Regions from separate parts of the Mus musculus genome. Here region 1 is linked to region 2. The links are chromatin contacts, called in public Hi-C maps. All regions are on one chromosome and are shown on one strand. Each heading gives the region's core, a stretch centred on a gene start, on an enhancer-like site or on the middle of the called end of the contact. The rest is flanking DNA. Distances are from core to core; before and after follow the strand shown.

What was found. A called contact is a pair of places that touch in the nucleus more often than the background predicts.
Region 1: a contact with region 2 is called in a Hi-C map of the N1E-115 cell line, with 4 times the contacts expected there. The contact joins two enhancer-like sites. A contact is called at or near these places in 19 of 484 Hi-C or Micro-C datasets (the AML12 cell line, the C2C12 cell line, the HL-1 cell line and 12 more), 6 of 115 datasets of contacts at active chromatin or transcription factors (bone marrow-derived dendritic cells, embryonic stem cells, extraembryonic endoderm stem cells and 1 more) and 1 of 9 other capture datasets (embryonic stem cells).

The regions. Positions count from the first base shown.
Region 1 is chr11:55,384,728-55,388,703 of GRCm38.p6, forward strand. No RefSeq gene overlaps it. Among named protein-coding and RNA genes, the nearest start is that of Gm31842, 3.9 kb to the left of the region's middle. Within about 2 kb of position 2,679, at least 7 of the 459 cell types and tissues checked have an H3K27ac peak or open chromatin away from gene starts, as enhancers often do. A contact at or near this core is called in the N1E-115 cell line, where this site is marked.
Region 2 is chr11:55,231,917-55,236,060 of GRCm38.p6, forward strand. It overlaps Slc36a1 (solute carrier family 36 (proton/amino acid symporter), member 1), which reads left to right. Exons shown (of 11, transcript NM_153139.4): 11 at 451-4,144. The coding sequence ends at 722. Among named protein-coding and RNA genes, the nearest start is that of Slc36a1, 30 kb to the left of the region's middle. Within about 2 kb of position 2,530, at least 6 of the 459 cell types and tissues checked have an H3K27ac peak or open chromatin away from gene starts, as enhancers often do. A contact at or near this core is called in the N1E-115 cell line, where this site is marked.

The DNA of each region.
Region 1 (3,976 bases), core at 1,429-3,928, 150 kb after region 2:
GGGCAGCTTTAAACGTTTGTGTCACACAGTAAAGTCCCCACAAAGAAGTGGACACACAAAAGCCACCACTTAAGAGAGATGATGGGTCAAATTTTAAAGCAAATACACCCCCCAGGTGTGATGTTTCATGGCTGTGATCTCAGAACTCAGGGGGCTGAAGCAGGGGAATTGCAGCAAGTTTGAGGCCAGCCTGGGTACATAGTAGAGTTCCACGGCAGCCTGGGTTATAGAATAAGACAAACAAAGGGCTGGGTTAGGGCTCAACTGATGGAGTGTTTGTCCAGCATGTAACAACAGTGCCCAAAATAACAAACCAGGCATGATGGGACACGACAGTAATCCCAGTACTCAGAAGGTGGAGGCAGGAGGATCAGAAGTTCAGGGTCATCAACACAGAGTTCAAGGTCAGCCTGGGCTACAAGACATTCTGTCTTAAAACAGAAGGGTCAGTGCCGGGTGTGGTGGCGCATGCCTTTAATCCCAGCACTTGGGAGGCAGAGGCAGGCAGATTTCTGAGTTTGAGGCCACCCTGGTCTACAGAGTGAGTTCCAGGACAGCCAGGGCTACACAGAGAAACCCTGTCTCGAAAAACCAAAAAAAGAAGAAGAAGAAGAAGAAGAAGAAGAAGAAGAAGAAGAAGAAGAAGAAGAAGAAGAAGAAGAAGAAGAAGAAGAAGAAAGAAGGGTCACTGGATAAAGGCACATGCCAGCAAGTCCTGGATTTGATCCCCAGGACTTACATGGTGCAAGGATAAAACTGACCCCCTCAAGTTTTTCTCTGATCTACACACACACACACACACACTAAGTGGGTATTTGAAATATCTGCATGTTTCCCTAACAGTGGCTTCTGTTTGCTTCCTTTCTTGAAGATGCTCCATTCTTCTGTGTAATACAAATAAATGTACAGTGTAAGTAAGGATGGATGGATAGATGGATGGATGGATGGATAGATAGATGGATTGTTGCTTACATCATTTTATTCTCTTTTTAAGATTTATTTATTTTAGGTATATGAGTACACTGTAGTTGTGAGCCTTCGTGTGGTTGTTGGGAATTGAATTTTAGGACCTCTGCTCACTCCGGTCAACCCCACTCACTCCAGTTGGCCCTGCTCAACCCAAAGATTTTATTATTATTATTATATATAAGTATACTGTAGCTGTGTTCAGACACACCAGAAGAGGGTGCCGGATCTCATTACGGGTGATTGTGAGCTACCACGTAGTTGCTGGGATTTGAACTCAGGACCTTCAGAAGAGAAGTCAGTGCTCTTACCTGCTGAGCCATCTCGCCAGCCCACGTCATTTTATTCTTATCATGTAATATTAGTGCATTACCTGAAATATATACAAGAAATAGTGAATGTCAATTTGTTCACAGCCTTCTGCACAGAGTGGGGTTTTCTGTCCAGTACCTCTCCCTTTGTGAGGTATTTTCAATACTGAAAGAAAATCTGAGGCTGGGAGTTGGAGGTGGCTTGGCTGTCATCATGTGATCTTCCACTTCATGCCTGCATTTGCGTCAGAGGTGAGGCTCCAGGCTTCTCCCATTGCACCTGGGCAGGCTATGGTCTCTTCTGAGGTCGGCAGCCAGGCTCCAGCTCGAGGCCACAGCCTCCTCTTCAGCTATCCTTTAGCTGAGAGCTGGAGGTGTGGTCTGTTTCCCAGGGTCCAGGGATCTTTGTGATTCTCTCTAGGGGATCCTGACAGTGTCATGAAGTGTGGGTAGTGAGCTGTGTCACACCTCTTCTTTCTGAGACTCAGTTTCTCCACCCGTGTAGCAGTGTACTGAGCGATGCCACAGTGCCAATGATTCCCCCAAGGTTCTAAAAAGCCACCGTTCAGGCTGCTACTCAGCCTGAGCTGAGCATCTGCGAGGTCCATTCCTGAGTACAGCCTGCCCCCTTCTGGTCTCTCGTGGTAGTGCTCAGTAAGCTTGGCAATTAAGACGCTGCCAATAGTGACTGCACTACCCTCTGGGACCTTCTAGGAAGCTGTGGCAGAGTCTGGAGAAACTAGAAGGCCTTCAAAAGACTAGTCAGTCCAGCTCTCCCGGGGTCTCACCTCCTGCATGCCTCGGCTCTTTCGCTTTTTTCTTTTTTCCTTTGCTATGCTATAGAATCAGGTCTTTGCACTTGTGAAGCAAGTACCCCTCTACCCATAGGACTCCATACCCAGCTGCTGTGTGACTTTTCCTGAAAAAACACCTTTTAAAGGTCTATTTACTCAAGCTAGGGAATTAACAATAGACAAAATGGCTCCACCCAAGTCCAGCTTAGTTTTGGGGTCACATGGGTAACGGAAAAACAGCCGCATCCCTGATTAGCCCATCTTGCCGTGAGTGACAGTTCACAACAGCAGCATCCCTGAAGCTGTATGCCTAAGTTGCAGGCAGCTCCTCAAGTGTCTTCTCCAGTAGCTGTTCTTTGCTGCTATAACCTTGAGGAAGGATCTCTATTGTAAGTGTTTCTGCCTAGGTGGAAGGGTATTCTGGGACTCAGAAGCCTAGGAGCCACGCAGCTCTGAGGGGAGAAAGTATTCCAGTGGAAGAGCATCCAGAGACGCGGGGCGGGGGGAGGGGGGAAGGAGGGAGGAGGGAGTGTCCAGGAACCATACAGCTGTGAGGGGGACAGTGTCCCGAGAGAAGGGCATCCCGAGACTTGGGAGCTCAGGAGCCACGCGGCTCTGAGGAAGCCTCCTCAGCAGAGGTGTTGCAGCTCCCAGAGGATGATGTTCCCAGCTGAGCTCAGGAACTTCAGCCGCTATTCTTTGCATCTTCTCAATCACTCCAGGCAATAAATCTCATGAAAGAGATTTATTGAAGGGTCCAGTGTGTGGAGGGACAAACCCAGGAACGGCTGCCCTCTGCTCGCAGAAGTGGGCAGCAAAAATTGGACAAAGAACAGTGCTTTTATAGAATTTCTTAGGGGTGAAGCTTTTCAAGGCAGAGATTTCCAGAGCGAGGATTGGTGGGATTTCAAGTCATGAGCTTGGGGAGTTCAAGGATTGGTGGGATTTCCTGTTCACGGATTTGTTGGTTTCCTGTTCAGGGATATGGGTTAGCTGTTCAGGGATTGGTGGGTTTCCTGCTCAGAAATTGGTGGGTTTGTGGGAAGCTCAGGGATTGGTGGCTTTTTTCACCCGCTTTTCCCTGAATCGGGGCCATGGGTTAAGGGTGGAAAGTCCTTCCAGGCTGCATTTGGCTTTTGCTGAGGCACCATCTCTGTGGAGCTGCTGAGGGCGGCGGGGGGAGGGGGGTGGAGAGGGGCTGGAGAGGAGGTGCTGCCACTGTAAACAGCTCCCGTGGGACGGATCCTGCACTAGTGTTTCACCAAGGATGTAGGCTGAAGCAGGAAAGGGTAGCCACTGTGGACAGCTCCTGTGATGGCTGCAGGCTGAGGAAATGTCGCAGTGCCGCCATTTTGACAGTAGTGACCATTTCTGACAGCTCCTACAGGGGCTCACCATGGCCAAGACTCGGGCAGAGAAGGAGGGGCCACCACGCTGCTTTAGGGACTATAATTGTAAGTTTCATTAGGTTCCAAAAAGGAATGTTGGAGGAAGTAGCCACAAGACCCAGCTCTTTTTCAGTATCGTCTCCTATTGCTGTGATAAAATATGCTGATAAAACCAAAGTAAGTAAGAAAAGGTTTCTCTCGGCTCATAGTTACAGTCCATTATGGCAGAGAAGTCAGCAGGGGCCTGAAGTGACTAGTCACATTTTATCCCCAGTCAGGAAGAAGAGAGCAGTGAATGTTTATCCTTTACATACAGTCCAGGATCCTAGCCTAGGGAATGGTGCCACCCATAACTGTTGAGTATCTTAGTTTAGGTTAATATTGCTATGACAGAACCATGACCAAAGCAAGTTGGGGAGGAAAGGGTTTTGGTTTACACTTCTACATCACTGTTTATTATTTAAGTTCCTGCTCATCAAAACAGGAACTCAAAGTCAGAGCAGGAACCTAGTGGCAG
Region 2 (4,144 bases), core at 1,280-3,779:
GAAAGGCCCACCCACTTTTCTTCACCCCTACCTTCACCCAGTTGTCTGTTTGGGAGAGACTAGTTGTCCAGCTGGGAGAGTAGTAACCAACTGTAATCCCAGTGTTTGGGAGGCTGAGGCAAAAGGATCTCGGGTTCAGTGTCAGCCTAAGATACATAATAAGACATTCGAGACATAGTAAGGTACAACTTGTGACAGTGCTGTCAAAAAATAAATATATAAATTATATATACATATGCATACATACATATAGACGTGAGATTAGAGCCAGGAGACCACAGTAATTCTGTAAATCTGATCACATATTGCCCAAGATTGGACTAGATAGCATCTTAACTTCCTTCGAGTTCTCAGTTCTAAACGTGGACCCAGGCCAAACTTTCTGGGCAATGAGCATATCTCCTACAGCCCCAGGCACTCTTGAACAAAGACGTCCCCCTCTCTCTGCAGGTGTGCTGGCCATCCTCATCCCACGCCTGGACCTGGTCATCTCCCTGGTGGGCTCTGTGAGCAGCAGCGCCCTGGCCCTCATCATCCCGCCCCTGCTGGAGGTGGTCACCTACTATGGAGAGGGCATTAGCCCCCTGACCGTCACCAAGGATGCCCTCATCAGCATCCTGGGCTTCGTGGGCTTCGTGGTGGGGACCTACGAGTCTCTGTGTGAGCTGATCCAGCCAAGCCATAGCGACTCCTCTACCAATTCCACCAGTGCCTTCATATAAGGATCTGGGTGTGCTCCCTCCACCAGCCTCACCCTGTGTGTCTCCCAGTAGTGTCCCCACATCCTCAGGTATAGTCCAGCCTCTGGAAAAAGGCAGGGTTGCTGCCTGGGCACTGCTCTATCTGGCATTGGACCCTTGGGTAACCTGGGCTAGATGAGACTGAGACTGGGGGAGGGCGGGGAGCAGCCCCTCCACTTGTGATGGTGCCGTCGCTGCTCTCCTTCATCACGCCTCCTCCCTCGGCACTGCCCCCCCCGCCACCCCCCCGCCCCCCCCCCCCCCCCCCGTCTGACCAGCCACGCCTAAATTATTCCCATTGCACAGCTCACTTTATTTAAAAGGTAGTCTCTGGCTCCCGACATTTTCTCCTTTCCTGGGCCAGGCCTAGATTAAATAAGTGGGGACTCTCATGTTTTACAAAGCCAGGCCTCTTTCTCATCAGGCTCCCAAATGCTGTACCTCACTGTTCCACCCAGCTGAGTCCTGAGAGGGTTCTGGATGCCCCCCCACCCCCAATAGTTTACAGCCAGCCCTGAATGCTGAAGGTTTCCATCTGCTGTCTGACTTGGGGAACCCACAGGCCACGTCACCTCTTCTCGTTTCCTCTGTGTAGGTCACAGTGCTGCCCCTTGATTTCTTTAAAGACAATGAGACACTGCTCAGGCTGGAGGTATTTACGGTGTATTTAAGCTTAGGGTTCAGGCTCTTGACTTCAGACCTGGCATCACAGCTTCAGCAGCTTGGCACTTGGCTTCTCCTTCCACTAAGACACCTGCTCCAGGGGACCTTGGATATGCCCTCCGCCCTGCCCTCTTGGCCATTTTGTTGTTTGTTTGTCTGTTTTGTTTTTGTTTTGTTTCCAGACAGGGTCTCATGTCACCAGAGTTGGCTTTGAACTTGCTTGCTGTGTAGTCAAGGATGACGATGGGCTCTCAGTTCTCCTACCGTTGCCTCAAGTATGGAGGTTACTAGCATGAGCTGCCACTCCCAGCTGGCTCAGAGACCTCAAGCAGATCATGTGAGCATGCACCGCCTCTGGAAGCCCCATGCTTCTGTGGACTTCCATTCATGAGACTGACTCCATATGGGCACTCGGAAGTACTCGTGTATACAAGGCTAAGGACGGGGCGCAGTTCCTCTTCATAGACACTACGCACAAGGGTCATTGTTTACAGTTCCTGGGGAGAGAGCAGAATCCCTGCCTTGCCCCAAGCTGCCTCTGTATCCTGGGCTTCCAAGGAACCACTAAACACTAACTGTGGCCCATACCTGCCCCTATTATGCCTCTCACAGAGTCACCTGGCTTCTAGGTCAGTCATCTTAGGGTGTGCCTTTAGAGGCCACTGAGAGTCCATGACTTGCCACTGCTCCCCTGTTGATGTCAGGATTCCCAAAGGACAGCTGTTGGCTCTCCATCTCTGGGTTATGTGTGTGTGTGTGTGTGTGTGTGTGTGTGTGTGTGTGTGTGTGTGTGATAGTGAACACGTGTGCATGCACACATATGCACACTACAGAGCGGTTTGTGTCTCCTCTCTGGTTACCAGGCTCTTAACTACAGATAGGATTTGCCTTGAAACTCGAGTTAGAGAAAGAAGCAAGAATTTATCAGAGTGCTGCTTTTGTGTTTGACAGAAGCTAGTGGCCCAACCTTGCAGCCAAGCCCCTTCTCGCTGTTCTGTCCAGAGCCTGCTGCGTGACTTCTAGGTCACAGGATGGGAAGGATGGTTTCTGGCTACAGCAGCCACTGTCCTTAGCAGCGTTGCTAGGAGTAGCCATTGCTGTCTTGGCCCCGAGGAGAGCAATGCTTTTTTCCCTTTCTGGCATCAGCATCCCCACAGGTGCTTATGTGGCCTGGTTCCAGCTGGGACTCACAGACGCCTTGCTTTCTGAAGTCTCAGGCTGGAAAGTGACCAAAGTAGGTTTAGACGCTGGCCAGCAACCCAACTGTGGGCCAGGCTCTCTCTTAGAAGCCACCTGAGCTTGGCTTCCTGGGTGGGAAGAAAGTCTATTCTGAACTTTTACAGGCGCTCCTACCCAGGTCTAGACCCATTGTCCAAGGCCAGCTACTCTTCAGGGCCCCTGGCCTGACACGGTGTGGTGTGCCTTCTGTAGCATTTGGCTGAGGGCAGCTTCCTTGGTACCTTGGTATGGCCCACATCTTTTGACCTCTTGCTATACTCCTGAGGTACTGTCAGTTTGGTGACCTGACTCTTTGAGCAAGGTCAGGGCCTTTCTGGATGGACACCAGGAAGCTGCTAAGCACATAGTGCCAGGCGCCACACACAGCCCAGGCGCCCACAGGAGCCCTGAGTCAGAGCCCTCCTGACCCCTCCCACTGTCAGTTTGGAGCCAGATGGCCCCCGGTGGGAAAACAGATAAATGGGAGCTTGGGCAGAACAATATAGACAAGGCTTGTGGAAACTAAGCCTGAATCCAGATGCCCCAGAGGCAGACATGCCCCATCCTTGCCAGCCCATTCCTTGTCTGTACCCAAAGTCAGAGGCCAGTTATCGAAAACTTGAATGTGAGCACTTGCTGGGAAGCATGTGATCTAGCCCGAGCAACCCACCGTGCCCTTAGCTGTGGCATCACTTGTGCTGCTGTCTGGGTCGGGAGAGGTAGAGGTTAGCTTAGGCCCACCTGTCTCACCTCACTAGCCACACCTATGGGCAGGTGCTCCTGTCTGCTCTCTTCCCCTGGAAGTCTTGTGCTAAGTGTGATCAGTGGTCTGAAGCTAGATCCCAGAGCCTGTCCTTAGGCTGTCTCATCCTCAGATTTCTCCCTCCCGTCAGTGTCTGCTCTTTGGATTCCATTGTTTCACTTGATCCTTCCAGGAAGTGCAGAGCTCAGATCATGTTTACAGCACTCACTACCCCCTTCTAATGCCCGCCCGCCCACCTGCCTGCCCGACAAGGGCTCTGGACAAGGGTTTGCTTTCCCTGCTAGCCAGCCCCAGCCACCATTCCCACTGGCACACTGAGGCTTTCTGGGGCCTGATATGGGAACCAGACAGAGTGGTCGGACGTGGCAATCAGGAGGGTGGCGCCAAGCTGGCTTGAGAATTTAATTTTCCAAAGTACATTACAAATCAGATACCATTAGGGGAAAGCGGGCCATGTGGCTCATCTTTGAAACTGTGGTCAATACTTGAAGGCACTTTAGTCCTGCTGGCCGCGCCAGCTTCCGTCTGGCCGGTGTCTTCTTTTTCTGTGTGTCCCGAGCCATTCACTGGTCAGAGACATTAAACCGTGCTCATAAGCAGTTATCAAAAAAAAGCAGCAGAAAATGAGGCTGGAAGGAGCCTGGTGTTTACCCTGTTCTTTGGTTTAAATCAAGCCGATGTTGAAGAAGCTGGAATTTTTTTTTTATGAATAATAAAATCCCACGTCTATATCGTAAAGCTGTCAGTATATGTTGAAATC